2 separate regions of the Gossypium hirsutum genome follow, and region 1 is linked to region 2. A link is a contact called in public Hi-C data. All regions are on one chromosome and are shown on one strand. Each heading gives the region's core, a stretch centred on a gene start, on an enhancer-like site or on the middle of the called end of the contact. The rest is flanking DNA. Distances are from core to core; before and after follow the strand shown. Region 1 has its middle 19 kb from the start of LOC121222539. Region 2 holds the start of LOC107915879 (ubiquitin-conjugating enzyme E2 8).

Region 1 (3,928 bases), core at 867-3,366, 110 kb before region 2:
GTCATTTATGATTTTTTCATAGTCTGCTATAGAAATATTAGTTAAATCTAAATATATTCCTCCTTCAGCAACATTTCTTTTATTTAACTCTTCTATTCAATGTGAAACTGGTTGAGTAGATGATTCTCCTAGATTTTCAATTTTTATTTCAATTGTAGCTATATTTTCTGTTTTATTATAAAAAATTCTAGTTGTATTTTCAACTTTTTTCAAAATCTTTATTAAAAGATCTTAAATAATCATCATTTTGAAGATCTGACTCTATTTTTCTTTTTCCATAAGGATATGTTTGATCAGTATCCATAGGTTCTAGTATTTCTATATTTTCTTCTTCATCTGTTGAAGTATTTTCTTCATCAGATTCATAACTTGTAACTTTTAGGTCTTTTAGATTTATAGAATTATCAAAATCACTAGAATTACTATTGTCTGTAGTGTAATAGTTTAACATATAATGATAGTTAAATAAAGTAAATGAATCTTTATGTTTTTCATAAAGTCATTTTATTAGTTTTAAATATTAAACTCTTTCATTTTTATCGGAACTCTTAGTAAATTTATACTTCCAATGTTCTATAAGTTGTTTATAGGATTAAAAATTATATTTTTGTTGATAATTATATTTTCTTTTCTGTTTTTCAAGTTTTTTTATTTCTTTTATATTTTATTTCTTTTATTAGTAGAAAATAATGTTTCTGAAAAAGTTTTTTTTTCAGACAAAGTTAATATTATATTACTATTTTTATTATATAAAAGTTAAATTTACCTCTTGTTCTATATTTTTATCAATAAAAAATTGTTTTAATTTTTTATTAACATTAGATAATATTTTTTTAAATTTTTTGTTCAAATCTAATTTTGTAAGATCTCTTAAATTATTTACTTCTTGTTTTATTTTACTTACTTTTGTTATATAATTTATGAAAATATATAAAGTAACGTCTATAAAACTATTCAAACCTTTACTCAGACTTAAAATTTAGACAATGATTGTGTTAAACGAAAACGCAGCTACAATATTTGTGGCGGAGGCTCTTGCATGTATTCAGGGACTTTAACTGGGTTTGGATTTAGATTTAGAGTTCACGGCTGTGGAGGTTGAAGGAGAAACTCTTTTAGTTGTCAAAAAACTGCAAAAGGGAGGGGAGGATAAATCGGAAATTTATGAATACATTAAAGATGGTCAGTGTCTAAGCAAAGGTTTCCAAACCTGTATGTTCAAGTATGGCCACCGATTGATGAACTAAGTCGCTCATTTGTTAGCTACAAAAGGTTTCAAGAATGGGGAACAAAGATTTATGAGAAATGGGGTACCTGGATATGCAGAAGAGGCGGTGAAAAGAGACCGACGAGTGGCGGTGTTGTCAGACTAAGGGCTCCTTTGGATGCCCAGTTACTACCAGTGCAGCACGTTTACCCTTGATTTTGGTGCAATCGCACCACGTATAGCTGTTTGGATAACATTCAAATTTGGCCAGTGAAAATCTACACACTGGTGAGAAAATTTTAGACTGGAGTGTTAAAACACCAGTAAACAAAAAGAAACGTCAGTGGGTAATATTTTTACCATTTTATTTTTCATATGGGTGTGAAAATAAGATATTTTAATATTTTAATGTTATAACTATTATTTAAATAAATACAAATATGATAAATTATAGGATAATAAATAGAATATTAAAAGATACATTTTAATATTTTATTAAATGAATTTATAAATTCAAATATTTTAATAATTTTATAAAAGTAAAATAATTTAAAAAACTTTTGATATATATCAATTATAATCTAATATCATTAAAAGTCATTTTCTATTCTCACATCACCGCTACAATTACGTTTGAATCCAAACACACACTCCACCGCTGTTTCTAATCTCACTGCTACAGTAACTAATCTCACAGCTACCGTTGTTTTTAATCTCACCGGAGCTAAACACACCGCCCATCCACACTAAACCTAAATTTCTTTGTTCCGATAAGGTAATCTAGGGAGAGCGAGAGAGATTGGAGAACAGAAGAGCGAAAGAAGACGAAAGGCTTTTCAAAACTCTAGAAAAGGAATGATTAATTAATGAATCGTGCTGAACTAATTTCCTGGGTTGGCGTCCTGGATGCTTCTAGAGCAAGCTTTTTTCTGCTGGGTTATTGGGCCTATTGGGATGGCTCACTTTGACTGTATAGCCGGACTTTATTTTTGAATAAATGGATAAAATCCAGCTGATTATCTCAAAATATATATATATATACTATTTCAATAATTAAATAAATAATATATATTAATATTAAATAAAATAAAAATCTCCTCCTCCTCTCTCCTTGTATTCACTATAATGTTCATCAGTGAATGATATCTACCTTTTTCTATGGAGAGATTTGTTCTTTTTCTGATATTTGTCCTGCTGAACCATTCATTTTTAGCACGCTAGAAATGATTTCCACACAAATATAGATATGGACATGGTGAAGAAACCGACAATTCATCCCACCACTCAAACAAAACAAAAAGACAACAAAGCAGTCAGGAAAAAATATTTCCTTTTTTGGAGCTGGAGGGAAAGGGTTTTCTTATATATATATATATATATATTTATACTTTATTTAAAATTAATTACAATTTAGTAATTTAGATTTTTTAATGATATGCATCGGCGGAGTCAGAAATTTTTTTGGGGACCGAAATTAAATTGTAGTAAAAATATAATTTTATCATTTTAATAATATATATCTTAATAATTTTTAAAGATTAAATTAAATTTTTATTATTTTTAGGAGATCAAATTATAATTTTATTATTACTAATTTAAAATTTTATAAATTATAAACAATCTAAATGAAAAAAAATTTCCATTTTAGGTTGCTAGCTCCACCGCTGTGTCGTTTCTTAATTGATTGCAAGATTTGTTTTAGCGGATGTAATGGTAGAGATTAATATTGGTTACCGAAATAAAATTAGGTATTTAATTTGATTAAAAATATTTTAACTAATTAAGTTTACATTCAATAAATAATTATTGAGGAAAAAAAATTTCAAGCTTTTCAAGGAAAAACATGATGAGAAAGTCTAGGGACCACCTTTTCTCATTTCCTCTTTTGTCTAGGGACCATTTCCTCATTTATTATATGAATAAGTGATTAAATTATTAGTAAATTTATGTTTTAATCACTCAATTTTAAAAAAAAATTATAGAATAGTCATTAAATTATTTAAAATTTTTTATTTAAGTTAATAAGTTGTTAAATTTAAAAAAAATTAACTAACAAGTTTTAAATAACAATTCAATTATTGATATTACCGATTAGTACCTATTAATGAGTAGAAGAACAGATACCTTAGATTCAAGTCAATTTGATGGTTAGTGACGGAAATTAGATAAGAAAACTTTTTAGATTTTATTTTATAGATTCGTGACGTTTAAAATTGTTTCATAAAAAAAACTTAATCATAGAAGAAAAATAGAAGAAGAGCTTTTGATTGGTAAAGACGGTGCGAACAGGAAATGTCATATATCATTAATTTTATCAGCCCAATAACTTAAATAAATTTTTTTGAATAATTTAATGATTACTTTTGTAACTTTTTTAAATTGAGTAATTAAAACATAAATTTATTAATAATTTAATAATATTATATAATTTACCCTAATTAAAATGAGAGGGTTGTCCCCGTACAATCTAGATTACCCCTTAATCATTTCAAATGCGTCGGGATTCGAGAGCTGTCCTGGTCTTCCCTACATCGTTGTTTCCCTCTTTGTCCTTTTTTTCCTTTTTCTATGAATCATATAAATGAGTTGTCAACTCAAGCCTTGGAATACGCAACGTAATAAATTATAGGGTTAATTGCTTTTCTTTTTGGTCAATTGCACCCTTACCGTTACAATTGTTTTCAAATTATATAAACTATAGAATCACAAAATCCAACAAAC
Region 2 (3,715 bases), core at 189-2,688:
AAATAAAGATAAAGTTTAACCGGGGTGACAGTGACTAGATTCAAAATGACATTAATGATCCATTATGAAACCTATTTGACCAATGGCTTGATGTAAAATTCATTTTAATAGAATAGTTCTAATTAATTAAATACCAATTCAATTTAAAAAACAATAAATTTTATTATAAAAGCATTAATGCCTTTCAATAATTTTATATTTTTAAAAAAAATTTAAATAACTCAAACTATACAACTTTTAAATTAGTCTGAAAATGATTAGAGATTCATTTAGTTTTAGGTGTGGGTTGGGATTGATTTTATATAATTTATTTTCTTTCACCCATGGGCATCTCATAATCTAGTTTTTGACAAAGAATGGTTGAGAAATAGCATAACAGGGAAATGTAATTTTCAAACTGAAATATACATTTACTTGGATGCAGTTAGGAGGTTTGAGCAAATTATAACCTTGGATATGGTGAGGGCGGGGGTCCACTTATCCTTCAAAATATCAATGCCAATGCTACCATTCTTGTTAATATTAGGGTGAAAGATCTTGCTCCTGAAAGCAACCTAAATGGAAGGAAAAAGAATCGAAAAAGAAGATAAAAGAAGAAAAAGAGAGGTTAGGTGAACAAAACTACAAGTTGGGGGGTCATTAATATGTTATAAGGTTGGAAAATCATGAAATAACGTTGTCCTATTATTTACTATGTAACTTCAAGATTTAGCACAGTCTAGCTCAGCATTGAAGGTCCATACTCCTCTGGTTACAATAAATTTCTCTTCGAAAATAAATTTGATGCTATTCTATCCTCAGTATATATTAACATCAACATTATGAAGCACCTTGGGTGGTTTAAATGGATAGTCCGGAGGGAAATGAATTCTGAGTTCAAACTTTCCACCTTCATATGGAGTGTTCAGAGGACCCGGCATAGTTGCTTGCCAAATGAAGATTTCTTCATTCTCAGGAGCTTATCATGCCATCAATAATAAAAAAGGTAAAACAAGTGTTAGATGGTAGTGCAATGAGAAAATATATCATGTTGCAGTCCTAAACAATTTTAGCACATATTTAACAGAAATAATGGTGCAATGATGAATTCTTACATCCACCCAAGCTAATACCCAGAAATATTCTCTTTTTGCGAAACATGCTAACCATTTGCTATCAACTTCATTTACATCTATAGCATTATTAATTCCATTGACTTCCTATCAGCTGTAACTGTAACAAAAGGAAATAGGTAAAGAGGAGAGAAGGAATGGAACCTAAGCTGCAAAAGTTAGGAGGATCTTTTTGGAGATCCTTGAGCTCCTTCAAGATCCGCTTTGAAGCCATCACACCTAAAATCCCAAGCTAGATTGATCACCTTTAGCGTCAATCAAGGTGTTGCACTGTATTTGTTTTTAAAGTGAGGTTCCAGAACAAAAGTGTTGACTTCCTAACCCCCCCCTTTTTTTTTTGCCAGATAGGCTTTATAATTAAAAAAGAATATGGACGATCAGGGTCTTTCTTAAGTTCTAAATTATTGTTTTGGTGGACCCCACAGGACCATAATATATATATTTTTTATAAATCTTAATTAAGAATAAGAAATGGAATGCTTGACTTTTAATAATATATTTTTGCCATTAGGTTAAAAGTTTGTTGACAAAATAAAATAAGTTTACTTGCCCTTTCTTGAGTATATTATTTTTTTCCCTATTTATAAAATTATAAAGCTTTTGAAACGATGATAAAATAAAATATTTGTAAACTCTAACAGCACGTTTGGTTCGCTGTAGTGGAATAGAGGCGTAATAGTAAATCAATTGTTTGGTTGAATGTAATGGAATAGAGGCGTAATAGTATTCCTGTGTTTGGTTGAATGGAATAGAGGTGTAATAGCATAATAGAAAAAACTAAAATGACTAGAATACCCTTAGCATAAATTTGTTTGGGTAAATGATTATTGTTATTGTTATTTAAATTTTAATAAGATTATTAATATCAATAATAAATAATTTAATCATATTTAAACATAATTATTATTAAATATATTATAATTGAAATATATAATTTAATAAAATTCTTACTAATCAATATTCTTATATGAATTTACTCAAATAATAATATATGATACTATAAAATATAATTTAACATAATTATTATTAAATATATTATAATTAAAATATATAATTTAATAAAATTCTTAATAATTAATATTCTTATATGAATGTACTCAAATCATAATATATGATACTATAAAAGATAATTTAACATAATTATTATGAAATATATTTTAATTAAAATATATAATTTAATAAAATTCTTAATAATCAAAATTCTTTTATGAATTTACTCAAATCATAATATATGATACTATAAAATATAATTTAACATAATTATTATTAAATATATTATAATTAAAATATATAATTTAATAAAATTCTTAATAATTAATATTCTTGTATGAATTTACTCAAATCATAATATATGATACTATAAAAGATAATTTAACATAATTATTATTAAATATATTTTAATTAAAATATATAATTTAATAAAATTCTTAATAATCAAAATTCTTATATGAATTTACTCAAATCATAATATATGATACTATAAAATATAATTTGAAATAATTAAATTTAAATATATTTTAATTAAAATATATGATTTAATAAAATTTAAAATAATTATAACTAATAAATTTTCTTATATGAATTTGTATAATTTAAAATAATTATTATTAAATATAATTTAATAATAATATATAATTTCATAAAATTCGTAATAATAAATTTTCTTATATGAATTTATATAATTTAAAATAATTAATATTAAATATACTTTAATAATGATATATAATTTCATAAAATTCTTGATAATAAATTTTCTTATATGAATTTATACAATTAAAATAATTAATATTAAATAAAATTTAATAATAAAATGTTCTTATATTAATTTACTAAAAACAAAATATAACTTGAGAATTATATTCTGCATAAACATAATTAACTTATATTAAGAAAAGGTTAGATGAAAATTAAATTCTACATCATAATCCATATGTTATATAGTTTTACAACATCAAAAAGTTTGAACATTGATTTTTAATGGTCAGAAAGAAATCTTCTGACCCATTCCAATCGCGCAACAGAAGGTAAACTAAAGAAAACGAGCATTTGAGTTGGATGATCTGGAATTTTACTTAAAGCTTGATAACGCTCATCGTCGGTTAAACCTTCAATTTCCCATAAGGTTGAATATAAATTTGTAGCTTTCTCTTGGATGATCTGGAATTCTTCTGAATTCTATTGAACTACCACATCGGAGGCAATACTCCTACTGATTTGATCGCCAACGGCCTTGATGTTTTCGGCCAATAAAGTGGCAGCCTCATCAAATGAAGAAGACATATTATCTCGAGCATCAGATTTCTTCTTTCTCTTGTTTGAAGATGAGGAACCCCCTTGGTCTCTATCTCGTCAGCAGAAACATCCATGTCATCCAAAGAGACGTCAGCTTCGCAGTCATAGAGTGAGTTTCTTTCTTCATCCATACCTGTAGTAGGTACACCCTCAGCATTTATTTCTTCAAGAACATCAGCAGCTGTTTGAGCATCTTTCCCAGTTGCTCGATCTCTTGCGTATATGGTAGTAAGCTGGTCGTAGTAAAGGAAAGAACGATGTCTGAATTGAGCGGCTTCTTTGTGACTCTAAAAAAATGAGGAAATCATATT

Evidence for each region. A called contact is a pair of places that touch in the nucleus more often than the background predicts.
Region 1: a contact with region 2 is called in a Hi-C map of leaf, with 1.7 times the contacts expected there. The contact joins the enhancer-like site here to the promoter of LOC107915879 in region 2. A contact is called at or near these places in 3 of 34 Hi-C or Micro-C datasets (callus and leaf).

The regions. Positions count from the first base shown.
Region 1 is chrD10:61,376,844-61,380,771 of Gossypium_hirsutum_v2.1, reverse strand. It overlaps the pseudogene LOC121222540. Among protein-coding and RNA genes, the nearest start is that of LOC121222539, 19 kb to the right of the region's middle. Within about 2 kb of position 2,116, at least 7 of the 9 cell types and tissues checked have an H3K27ac peak or open chromatin away from gene starts, as enhancers often do. A contact at or near this core is called in leaf, where this site is marked.
Region 2 is chrD10:61,269,928-61,273,642 of Gossypium_hirsutum_v2.1, reverse strand. It overlaps LOC107915879 (ubiquitin-conjugating enzyme E2 8), which reads right to left and starts at 1,438. Exons shown (of 8, transcript XM_016845072.2): 1 at 1,257-1,438; 2 at 831-958; 3 at 450-554. The coding sequence starts at 1,326.